Regions from separate parts of the Capsicum annuum genome. Here region 1 is linked to region 2. A link is a contact called in public Hi-C data. All regions are on one chromosome and are shown on one strand. Each heading gives the region's core, a stretch centred on a gene start, on an enhancer-like site or on the middle of the called end of the contact. The rest is flanking DNA. Distances are from core to core; before and after follow the strand shown. Region 1 holds the start of LOC124886590 (zinc-finger homeodomain protein 9-like). Region 2 has its middle 12 kb from the start of LOC107879172.

Region 1 (6,415 bases), core at 1,555-4,054, 170 kb after region 2:
AGCAACATCCATTTGATACAACATCTTTTTAAATTTTAAATTTCAGATCCTCAACATTCAAACATCAAAGTTCAATAATAGAGTATTTAAACTTTTGAAATCCCTACTAATTGATGATGTATGCATTTATATAACTGGAGATGGTGAAACAATTGTGTATTTTTGTAGCTTTATAAGTTGAAAGATGTTTGTATTAATTAACGCATGTTTGAATTTTGATATATGTATAATGTACCAGACGTCATAAAGAGAGGAACGTTACCGATCAAATGAATTGGGAGGAGCATACGTCTTCCTTTAGGATATTTTTCATTATAGGTTGTCTAAGTTTTGAACTAAAAATATTAATGGGAGCTTGATCTTGTTAGGGTTTTTGCCTGATTTTCTTATCAAATTTAAGTTCTATTTTTCTTAGAAGAAAAATAAAAGTAATACCATAATTATTTTTACTTTTTCTGAAAGCAAAATATAAATTTTTTTCATATTTGGCAAATTTCTTTCTTAGAGGAAAGATTTTGGAACTATATAAATAGACGATCCCCTTATCATACCATAACACAATAGTATCTATAATGTAGTCGTTTAAGAGTTTTATTTAAGAGATATCTTCTCTCAATTTGTTTTTATGCTTTTTAATTTAAGTTTTTAATATGTAGGTCAATTGGCCGAATCATATCAATAATATGTTTTTAGTATTATATTTTTCTTTGTCGTCTGAATTATCACCATGATGGTTTGCAATTAATAGCTTTCGCATGACGCCCTCTCGATTTCGAACTCAACAAGTGGTATCCGAACCCACGGTTCAATGATTCGATGGTCCAATTATTGAATAAAGTTGCAACCAATTTGATGATAGTGAAAATAATTTGTCAAAATAAAACTACATGTTGAGATAAATTGTCAATCATATTTTCAACAATCCTGCTGTCATATATTTGAAAATAAAGCTAACTTTTAACTCTGTAAAAAAACTTTAATATTTTTAACCCGAAAAGAGCTGATATATTTTAACCTAAAAAGGCTTTTAAAGCATGTCAAACAACAGGGATATATGAAGAATATGTGAAGAACGAAGATTATGCACCAGAAGGAGGATCAGGAATATTTTGCAGAAAATCAAGTCAAAAAGGAGAGATTTGTTAGGGTTTTTGCCCTGATTTTCTTACCAAATTTAAGTTTTATTTTTCTTAGAAGGAAAATATAAGTAATACCCTAATTATTTTTATTTTTTCTGAAAGAAAAATATAAAACTTTGTCATATTTGGCAAACTTCTTTCTTATATGAAAGATTTAAGAACTATATAAATAGACGACCTCCTTCTCATACCATAACACAATAGCATCTACAATGTAGTCGTTTAAGAGTTTTATTTAGGGGATATCTTCTCTCAATTTATTTTTATATTTTTTAATTTAAGTTTTTAATATGTAGGTCAATTGGCCGAATCATATCAATAATATGTTTTTAGTATTATATGTTTCTTTGTCGTCTGAATTATCATCATGATGATTTACAACTAATAGCTCCCGCATGACGCCCTCTCGATTTTAAACCCAACAGATCTTGCCACTAATAAAAAATTGGACAAGTTACACATTTGGTCAGTAAGCTAAAAAGAATTACGTATGCTAGCCAAATATATATATAAAAAACTATACATTTGCTAGTATTATTTTTGGGCGGTTATTTATGCCAACTTCTCTAAAGAAGTCGTTTGGCAGAGTGCATTAAAAATATAATGGATACATTAGTTTTATGTATTATTAGTATCTTATTAAGTACACTTTTTTAACTTATGTACAATATTAGCTATACACTTTATTTGGTATTAGGACATGTATAATTAATACTCCATTTTTTAAAAAAGAATGACCTTTTTTTAATTCATTTAAAAAAGAATGACTCTCTTTTCTTTTTTATTTGTTTCAAGAAAGAATAACTCTTTTCCTTTTTTTTGTAATATTTTAATTTAAATTTTTTATGTGGCAGATATTTTGATACATTTGACATAATTTTAATTTAAAATCATAAAATTCAAAAATCTTCTTTATTTTCTTAAATTTCGTATCAAATCAAATTAGGTCATTTTATTTCAGGGAAAAGACATATTCCCCTCCCCCATCCTAAAGTTGCAAGCAAAACTCATTTTAGCCATTAAACTTCACCTTTATTTATTTACCCCGTATAAACTTTAAAAATATATTATATGGCTCCCTTAATGACTGATGTGGCAAAAAAAATAGAAGCGCATTTTAATAAAAAAAAAAAAAAAAAAAAATTAAAGTGGACCCACTTTAAAATTCTCACCCATTATATTTTTTTTCCTTCTTCCCGACACTCCACCCTATATTTCTTCTTCACACCCCACTATAAATCTAATCATCTAGCTAACTCTCATAAGACAAAAAAGATAAGAAGACAGTGTTAAATGTTTCAGCCATGGACTTAACCAACAACAACAACTTGTAACACTCTATCTGATCTATTTTTATAAACTGATTTTCTCTTTCAACCTTTGCCTCTTCCACTTCTCTTACAAGATAAAAAAATTATGGCTTTCATTGCATCAATAGCAACAGCAAAATCAATTCCTTGTGACACCAGCGGCGGTATACCAATATGATGAAAAAAATTCTAGCATACAAAAATTCAATTCAAACCCAAGCCTTGGCAAAGGCTGTTCGACATTGGGTAAATTTTTTGATCTAGTCTCTTTTACATCTACTGATGTTTCTTTATTTAGCAAAGACATGTCATCTATTGCTCCTAGTTTGACCTCCTGTACAATTTGAAGTAATGCCTCCAATTTCGAGTGAAGCCTTTCCCTTGGAGTAATGGTGTACTTAAAAGGAAAAATCCACTTCACCATCAACATCATCACCTTGTTATTTACAAAGAAGTCCAAGAACCCGTTGTGGTTCCTCCTCCGCCCATCGCCACCGCCGTTCTTGAGTACCAACTTCACCACCGCCACCATCTTTCTCCTCCAACTCTGCCTCTACCGCTGTCGTTGCCACCGCGTGATGGGGACCACAGTAGTCCGAATTCTCCATCTCCACTGCCGATTTCTTATGCTTATTCTAACGGGAGAAAGCGTTTTAGGACGAAATTCACTCCAGATCAGAAGGTGAAAATGCTGGAATTTTCAGAAAGTGTTAGGTGGAGAATGCAAGATCTGGTGAACAATTTCTGCTAGGAAATTGGAATTGAAAGGGGGAGGGGGTTGGGGGGTGTTTATAATATATATATATATATATATAGTATTTTAGAAAAAATAATTTATTTATGTGGCTTCTGACATGGCTCCAACATGGCGTGAATGTGATGCACTCTCCATATTGAGAATGGTATAATTTTTTAGGGTGGTAAAAAACTTATATAAAAGTTATTCGGGGGTAAATACAGGGGCGGATCTACAGGGATTCACGGGTGGCATGACACCCGCAAACTTCGATCGAAAATTTGTGTGTATATATATATATATATATATTGAATAAAATTGGTATATTATTTAAGTGTCACCCAATGCAGTGGTTGAGGAAGTAGTGTCAATGGCAAACACGTTGAAATTTCACGTAGTATACCAGAGTTCAAGTTCAGACGCCAGCAGTATTTTGTTACTTTTTGTTCGTTATTCTATTTTCTATAAGTTTTTTTTTCTCTTGACTTAATTTTTGTTTGACTCTTTTTTTGGGTAATCTTTGTTTAAGAATTTTTAACTTAAATGTGGAACATAATTAAAGATTCCTTCTTCCATCAAATTTATAGTTAACCTCTCCTCGTAAATCATAATAATGATGCTTGGCTTGATGTTATAATTTCCTAACAATAGAATTGAGAATATTCATTGAATGTTGGCAACTATTTTGTACTTTCACGTTGACTGATTCAACTCTTGTTTACACAATTTATAGTAATAACGACAATAATAAAAATAAATTCGGTGTATTCCCACATAGTGGGGTTTGGGGAGGGTATAATGTATGCAGTCCATACACTACCTCCGGCGAAGTAGAAAGGTTGTTTTCGATAGTATTTATAATATTAATCACATTTTTATTATTTGATCTATTTATCTATACAAATTGAAAAGACAAATAATTAAATCAAAATCCAAAGTCTATAAAATCGATAAAATATTTGTCTTATTTGGGGCAACGTAAATAGCAAAACGTAAAGCAAAAAATTAACTGATTTTCAACTGAATTCGTAAAAATTAGGTTCTTTGATAATGTTTCAATGAAATTTTTCTTCAAAAATCTCGTACTAACAAGCCAAATTCCAATGGGACACCCATAAAAATTATCCTTTTTGAGTAGTAGCTTTAACATTAAAAGTAACATGGCACCCGCAACCTCGAAATCCTAGATTCGCGTCTGATCATGTATATGTAAGAAAATGTATTCATAATCATAGGTATGCTATGTATAAGATTTAACATAACATCATTTATATCAATTTTATACATAGCATAATTATTCTCATAAGTGAAATAACATCAAGCCTACAGAGAACCCCAATTAAAATACATCACTATAACTGAAGTTGTTACAAATATGGTGTATACAATAATTATGTATATGGATTGAAATAAAACCTAATACAATTGACAATGTTGTATATATATACATAACTCGCTATGTATCAAAGTTTAAAAAAATAGACTGACTTCACTATGTATTCCATCCATTTACATAATAATGTTATGCATGTGAGCTAAAATAACAATATGTCTCGAACGATTATCCTCAATCCTATAGATAGCCATGATATGTATCAGGATTAAAGTAACAACAATTGATACGTTACGGCTATGTATAATAATACGAAAATTGAAAAAAATAAATAAATTCAAACACAAAGCACTGCACCTTGTTATTTACCTATGCTTTCTTTTCCACTGCCACCACCACCACTATAACCGTAGTCAATTCGCCGATTTTAGGTTTTTTCTTGATGAGTTCTGATCAAATTTTATAAGCATAAAGAATCCCTTAAGTTGTTGAAAAAATGAATGTTTTAAGTGCTTTTGTAGTTGGGTTTTTGGTTTTCTTGATGTTCATTGAACAAATGAGATTGATGGAGACTGTTAATGTGTCATTAAGTTTAGTTTGTCCAGTGAAATTTGTTAAAGATTCGATTTTTGGGGGGTTTCAAGATTTGACTTGTCCATTAGAGGAGTTGATGTCGAGCAATTTTAGAAGAACGTTTGTAAATTCAAAATTTAAAAACTTTTTGATTGAGGTTTCTTGATTTTAGACATTTATTAAGCGTAGGAAAAGATAAGGTGAGATATATATATGCAATTTGGAGAGAAAAAGTATAAAAAAAAAAATTTTATGATTATTTTTGCTAGTTGAGATTTTATGTAATAATAAAAACTTAAATTGTAGATTTAAATAATTTTTTCATAAAACCATTTTATGTCAATTATCACCCCCACTGGATTTATTGTATTTGGGCTCTAGTCCAAATATGTACTGCACACACATAGGTAGGCCCTTATATGAGCCCAATTTCATTCTCTCTCTCTGACGCTCATGGTCTATTTCAAACTATTTCTCTCACAGTCCGATCTATTCTCCGACGACTCCCGAAGAGGATCTATCTTAGTCAGAAATTCAAAATAGAGTATTGATATACTTATTTCGTTTCATAATAAATGAATTATTGAATTTTAGTATACATATTAAGAAAAAAACATTACAACATAAATTTAACATAATTTTTTATTTTTACCAAAAAAAAAAAAAAACTAACCTTATAATATCTTTCTAAAAGTTGATTAGTTGTCAAATTATAAAGATAAATTAAAAAAAAATTAAATAATTTACTTATTTTGAAACATCAATAAAAAAAAATCTCAATTTATTCTAAAACGGAGGGAGCATAATAATTTTGGCGACTAAAGTTTGCTTGCTTGTTTTCACTACTATTTTGCCAGATCTCTCATTATGTATTTTGTGGATCAAATGAGGACACCGCTTTTTTTTTTCCGAAAAGAGAACAATTAAGATTCGATTGCATATACTAGTTTTCTGATTTCCAGGGTTGATTGATCACTCCAACTTATGCTCCCTCCGTTTTAAAAAAATGAACTACTTTCGTTTTTGTCCCCTTTTTTTTTTTTATAATACTTTAATTTTAATTTTTTAAATAACATATTTAGGATCGTTAAAGATATTTGATATATTTGTCGTAATTTTAATTTCATATCATAAAATTTAAAAATTTCTTTATTTTCTTAAATTTTGTATCTAATGATTTTCTGAGTCAATTAGTGATCATATGAGAAATCGAGTATAGGATATAGTTCTCCGTCATCTTTGTCCTGATGCTTTTCGTACATATTTGTGCAGTTAAATATTATAGAAATTGGTGTTGAAGATGTCTTCAGCTCAAGATCCATTT
Region 2 (6,910 bases), core at 383-2,882:
GGTAGTTGCCAACACCATATTTGTTCGAGAAGAAGAAGGTACACTATCTTATTTATTATGTTAGTAAAGGTTTAATTATCACGAAAGTTTGATACTCGCACTTGGAAAAGTTTGCTTTGGCTCTTGTGGATGCTACTTGCAAATTACAACCGTATTCTTAATGTAACCCTATAGCGATATTCATGACATATCATCTCCAGAATATGCTCCACAAGCTAGAACTATTAGGACAAATACCATAGTGGGCAGTCGAGTTAAGTGAGTTTGACATCAAGTACAGGCCTTAGAATGCTATTGATTCCCGTGAACTAAAAAATTTTGCTACAGATTTTAGCCCAGATATGACCCCCAGGTTAAAAAGGAAGATGTCTTAGTTGAAGGGCACCTATACGTGGACCTTGTACACTAACAGGGCTTCTCATAAAAAAGGCACATGCCTAAGCATTGTTTTAGTAACCCCAAGGGAGAAACTAAGGCATGCAATCAGCTGCATCCCGCTTACTAACAATGAGGCCCAAGTATCAGGCCCTTCTTGTAAGTTTATGTTTGGCACAAAGCATGAGATTTGAGGTAGGACTTATTTTCTGTAATTCTCAATCAGTCGTGAACCAAATCAAGGGAGATTTTGACATGAAGGATGAATGGATAACAAGGTACGCTGCTTAAGTGTGTAGTCACTTGTCCTCTTTTAGAAATGGATCCTGGAGAGGATCTCAAGGAGGAAGAATGAAGAGGCATATGCTCTAGCTATATTGGGGTCTGCAACCAAGGAAGATGATGTCGCGAAGGGAACCATAGTCCAGCTATTGTACTCAGAGCTGAAGGTCCTAGATCAAGGTCAGGTGAATCATACTAGCCTCATATAGGACTGGAGAAATGACCTCATAAAATATTTATAGGATAGTACAGTGCCCACTGATGCTAACACATATCAGATGCTTAGGACCAAGGTAGAGAGATATTATTTGGTTAATAGAAACCTTTATTGAAGGTCCTATATGGGACCCCTCACGAAGTACCTAGACCCTGGGGAAGCTAATTATGTGATGAGGGTGGTGCATAAGGGGACATGCAGAAATTACTTCAATGCAGATTCAATCGCAAACAAGATTGTACGGGCAGGGTACTGTCCCACTATGGACAATGATACCAAGGAATTTGTCAAAAATATGACAAGTGCCAACCTTTGGCTCCCCACTCCATTAGTCAAAGGAAATGATGCATGCCATCTCTACCCCTTGGCCTTTTATGAAGTAGGGCATGGAAACCGTAGGGACTTTCTTTCGATCAAGTCAAGTTTTTACTGGTCATGAATTACTAATTCTCTAAGTGGATGGAGGTCAAGGCATTCAAGCAAATCCAGGAGTGCTAGTTCATAAGCTTCATTTGGGATTAAATACTCTTTAGGCTTAGGATACCTATGGAAATTGCATATGATAGCAACATCGAGTTTGTGGGAGCAAAGGTAGCAGAGTTCCTGCTGGAATGAAGATAAAGTGCATAATTTTGGCTCCCTATTTACCCTAATATGAATAAAAGGGTGGATTCAATGAACAAAATGGTCATGCTCAGTTCAAATAAGAGATTAGAGAGCACCAAAAGTTGTTGGGTTGTGGAGTTGCTGGGAGTATTATGTACACACGTACTATCATCAAGTCTAGCGCAGGAGAGACCCTTTTTTGCTGGTATATAGAGCGGAGGCACTAATACTAGTAGAGGTTGGTGAACCAAGCCATCAATATCCATAGATCACAGAGGAAGCCAATAATGACGCTCTCAAAGCAATTCAGACCTTTTGAAGGGATGATGGGAGATCATCCTCAGACATATGAGGGCACACAAATAGAGGATGGATATGTACAATTATAAAACCAAGCTTCAATACTTTATCAGGAATTGGTGTCCAGAATGGGAAGGGTGGTAACAAATAACTTGCATCATAGGAAAGGGGTCCTATCAACTAGCTGATCTCAAAGGTAATATGTCAATGATTGGAATCTGTCCCTTTCGAAATTGTATTATTGTTTATCGGGGTGCCCTCACCAATAATGTATAATTTTCCTCCTTCCAGTGGCTTCTTTTTTCACTTATAAGTTTTTTTGGCTGGCAAGATTTTTATGAGGTTGGATTCAAAGGAGCCCCTGAGGCACATTTCTTAGAGGGTAATATAGAGTAAAGAGTGGTTCGCATGACCAGGGATACTATAGCGAGTGCCAGGAAGGCTTTGAGCTTACTTTCTTTTTTTTTTATAAAGAAAAATTCTAAGCGCAATCAAAATAAAAAGCCTTTGAGCTTACTTAAAAAGAAAAACTTTGTTTTAGTTTTTTCTTGTATAACGATCACACCACAATAAGAAGATTTGACATTTAAAGTAACCGAGAGACGTTCTAACTTATGAAAATGGCAAAAAACCAAACACTCCATAAAAAAGGGTGGCGGCTGTTACCAGCTGATATGAATTTTGCTTAAATGAATAAGGTAAACTATTTACTCCTACCCCATACTTACATATAAATAATACGATATGGACAATAAGGTATCCAGGACTTAGCCGCTCGATGTTTCAACACATCATGCCCTTCTATCATAGAGCCCAACTTTCTAAAAAAAAGGAGTGGGCTTGGAGGCATAACTATAACAAAACTGGTTAGCATCCATAACCAATCATCAAATATGAGCATAAAAAAGTAATGGATCCAACAATCTATCTAAATGAACAAGTTCAACGGCAATGCTCATTATTTTATGCATATATAATAAATAAGAAAAGAAAAAGATAGTTGGAATACCAAACTCCATTACAAATAGGTTTAAAAATAAAATTAATGAGAGTACAGTAAAAAAAGGGGTAAAATATGACGAAACACAAGGGCAGATCTTGAAAGAAGCCGCAGAGGCTCAGAGGAGCTTGGCCGAAGAGTCAGGAGCTTTCTTAGAATTGCTGCCCTCAGACGAGTCATCTTGTAAAGAAGTGACCGGGGGTGGGGTGAAAAGGTTAGTGGAGATTGGCTTGAATAGCCGCTCAATCCGTGCTAAATTCCTCCTCAATTAAGAGAGGCATGTCAGATACCTTGTCGAGGAAACTCAACTTCCCCACAAGATCTTACCTCAGATAGCGCTCATAATGTAGTTCCTCGTGGACAAGTACTAAGTTTGAATTTTCCTTAGCTTCCACCTGAGGGACCTAGCTTTTCTTTATTTTCTAATAAAAGGCATCCCTGAACAACCCAAGTGAGCTGGACCCCCCTCTAAATGGTTCTACTTCAGCCTAAGCAGTCGTTGCTTCAGTAGCTTTCTCTTCAAAATAACTGTAGTTAAATAGAATCTTGGAGGACCTGATTAGCCCTCACTTCTATAATTTTCACTTTATCGGCTAAATTTTCATCCTCGAGGTTCAAGTGGGATTGAGACTCATTGTTTGTGGAAAAATGGTCCTCCAAGTTGTGAACCTTTTCTTCCACGGCTATGACTATCTCCTTCAACTTTCCTACCTTGGCTTCCTTTTCTTCTTGAGAGAGGTCTTCAAACATAAACATATAAGCATATTGTGCTCAAAACACACGCTTTGATACCAGGAGGTGTGAATAATTTGTGTGGTAAAATAGATCTATTATAAATAGAATGAATCTATTTTTATTTGTGCGTGATTATTTCTTTTAACTTCTTAAAATATTTTTATTTTGAATTTATTTATGTTAGTTTTATTAATATTTATATCTTGAAGGTGATTATATGGTAATTAGTTAAATGCATAATTCTTCTATATTGTTTTGAAGGTATTCTAAATATTCTATATCTTTTTTTTTTCAAAATATCTAATTAGATTATCTTTCATAAGTTTTTCTAATAATATTATTTCTTCCATATTTTATCTCCAATATTTTAAATATTCATAGCTATCATTTTATTCTGTAGTAATTGCAGAGTTACAAATTTCTGTATAATAATTTATCCTAATTGTACTGTAATGTCTATCTAATTCTAGATTTTCAATGCTATTTATTATCTTGTGTTGTTCTTCTCGTAGCGAGATTTTTTTTAAATTATATAAACTATCACATGTACTTTTTCCTAAATTTTTTAGGGTTTCTTTTATCCATATTAATTTTTCTTTTAGATTCTCCATTATTTTTCTAATTCGGTTTCTATAATTAATTTCTTCATTTAGATTATCTTGATTTTCTCTAGTTTTTCTAATATATTCTAACATTTTTTAATCTGAATAATATCCATCTGGGTAATTATGCAGGTATAACTGTTCTATCCAATTTATAGTTTCAATTTCATAGTCTAATACCTTTTCTAATATTATTCTCTTAATATCTATACTTTCTATATCTCTAAGTATATATAAGATTAAGATTTTAAGATTATTTATCATTTAAAATTGGTTAAATACTTTATTATAATATTTTTCAGTTGTTTGTTTTAATCTCATTAATTCTTCTATATTTTCACTAAGAAATTGTATATATTTTATATCTATTTTTCAAAATTCTAAATATACATAATTTATCATAGTTAGTGTGTGGATTTGGCATGTAAGTATTTATAAAAGTAGTTCGGTAGGTGTGACATATAATTAATTCTAGTCATAAAATATCTATCAAATATTTTTTCCCATATGATTTTTCTTATATCCACTATTTCTATATCCTTAAGTGCATATAAAACGAGTATTTTAAATTTATATATCATTTCGTCAGATTAATAATTATCTAGTTTTCATAAAATTGCTATTTTCAAAATATTCCCTTCAATCATGGACATAACAAAATATGATCACTTTAGATTGCTATATACTAGATTATTCTTAAATAACATATTTTTCGGTCACTATTAGCATGGTAATCTAGATACTTTTCCCTTAAACAACGCCTCTACTCTAGTTACTCTCCTATCACGACTTTCTTGCCTCACCGGTTTCACCTTTAGGATGGCATAGTTCTTAGTGATTTTTCTCCTTTTCCACTTTGCTAATAAACTTCTTAATATGTTATTTTTTGAATAATTCTACTATAAAGCAACTAACATGAACTTATTTTATCATATCATGATTGTTAGAAATTTATGAATTTAGCTATTCATAATAATAAATGAATATATCTGTTCTGGTAGTTTTGATAATTCTAAACTTTGTTCCTCCATAGATTTTTCCATTGAAATATACCTATTTTTTAAATAATCAAATTATTTATTGTAGACAAGAGAGAGTTTTTTGCTTCAATCGTATGAAGGTTTGCCTTCCTCTGAGCAAATGCTCTTCTATTTATATTTTTAAGAAAACCCGTAAACGTTTTACATTTTTACATCTGTCCTAATCTATTACCTACCTACTTTACAAAAGTCTTTACACCTATCTATAAAAGTAGAAAAACTTTACAAAGGTCCTAAATTATTTCTACAAAAGGACAAAACTTAGTAATGACATTTTGCCAAAAAGTCAAAAAGTAACTAATAATTTACGTAAATAAATTAAAAAAGATATCTAATTTTTCATATGTCATTTTCTAGCATTAACTTGTCTTCTTTATGTCACTTCATTAACTTGTCTTCTTTTTATTATTGCTCCGTCTTTTTTTATTACTCTGTATCTCCATTATTGCTTTATATCTTGCATTTTTCAGCTGTTGATTTCTTCTTTTATTCCAGTTGAACTTCTGGGATAATATTGTCTTCTCCATTACATTTTGAACATTGATGGTCTGGATATTTATGTCCAATTAATTTACAATATCTGGTTAATAATTCTTCTGAAATAATTTTTTCTCTAATGGCTCTGGCGATAGGTTTTTTCTCTGGATTGAGTAACGTCAAGATCCATTGCCTAACGTCTTCCATATCTGTTTCTCGTAGTTCCTTTGAATTTGAGTATACTATTACATTACCTCTTGAATAATAACTCCATATGGAATTTCTGTTGCGATAAGTGTTTGCTAACTCTTGAAGAATTGTGGATAGTCCGATAATTCTCTTATTTGCATAAAAATTTGGTATCTCAATTCTAGGTATTTCTGGCTGTGGAATAATATCTTCTAGTATAATCATATCTCGGGTTATTCCTATTTTTACAACTTGTATAGGTGATTTAACTTCATCATACAATATCTCTGCTGGTGCCGTGTAAAATTTTATAAAAAATAGGTTTCCTTTGGTTATTCTTTTAAAAATGTTAAATGAATCATTTATTTCTGGTATATTGGATATTTCATTTTCGTCTTAGGTATATATGGTACTAAGTAGTTCATATTCGTAACAGGTTTTAACTAGACTTGGTTTGGTTTTGGGTAAAACAATTAGCTTATTGTATCCGATTAGCTTCTGGGTTATGTAATTCGTATGTGGTTCTTGGATGTTTATAGCTCTGGGGTTGGTATTTAAGAAGGTTTGTATTTTATAAATATTTTCTATGTATGTTTGGGCTGTATAGTTGTAGGTCTTTTTGTCTTGGTTTAAACTATCTCGGTATGTGATAATTTGTGGGGGTATGAACATATGATCTTTTGGTGTATTTGGAATAAATTGTTTATCAAATAGCCTGTTTAGGTTCATATTTGTATTTTTCCTAACTCCTTTGCTTGTACCTGCAGAAGTAGATTGATAAACTTTATGGGTTTTATGGAGTGTCCCAACGTCTCCTTCTAACTCTGGAATTTTAATATCTTCCAATCAACATAGCTCTGCACACTGCTGAGTTAGCTGATTTGTAGCTATAGGCTTCAGTTTAACTTCATTAGTCTTTAACTTTTCTATTTCATTATCCATACTGTCCACTTTCGTTGAAAGCGTAGTTAGGGTATTGAATATCTTTTCTAGAGTATCCTCTTCTATTATATCAGTCTGTGTAGCTTTTTCTTAATATGTAATCTGTAATAACATTTTTGTTAGTACTAATTACTTCAATTGTAAA

Evidence for each region. Hi-C and Micro-C count contacts between places; a contact is called where the count stands out from the background.
Region 1: a Hi-C map of leaf shows a contact between it and region 2, with 2.7 times the contacts expected there. The contact joins the promoter of LOC124886590 here to the enhancer-like site in region 2. A contact is called at or near these places in 2 of 5 Hi-C or Micro-C datasets (leaf and placenta).

What each region holds. Positions count from the first base shown.
Region 1 is chr8:53,042,439-53,048,853 of UCD10Xv1.1, forward strand. It overlaps LOC124886590 (zinc-finger homeodomain protein 9-like), which reads left to right and starts at 2,805. Exons shown (of 1, transcript XM_047395417.1): 1 at 2,805-3,585. The coding sequence starts at 2,805. The coding sequence ends at 3,200. It also overlaps the pseudogene LOC107839046.
Region 2 is chr8:52,872,264-52,879,173 of UCD10Xv1.1, forward strand. No RefSeq gene overlaps it. Among protein-coding and RNA genes, the nearest start is that of LOC107879172, 12 kb to the left of the region's middle. Within about 2 kb of position 1,633, at least 4 of the 5 cell types and tissues checked have an H3K27ac peak or open chromatin away from gene starts, as enhancers often do. A contact at or near this core is called in leaf, where this site is marked.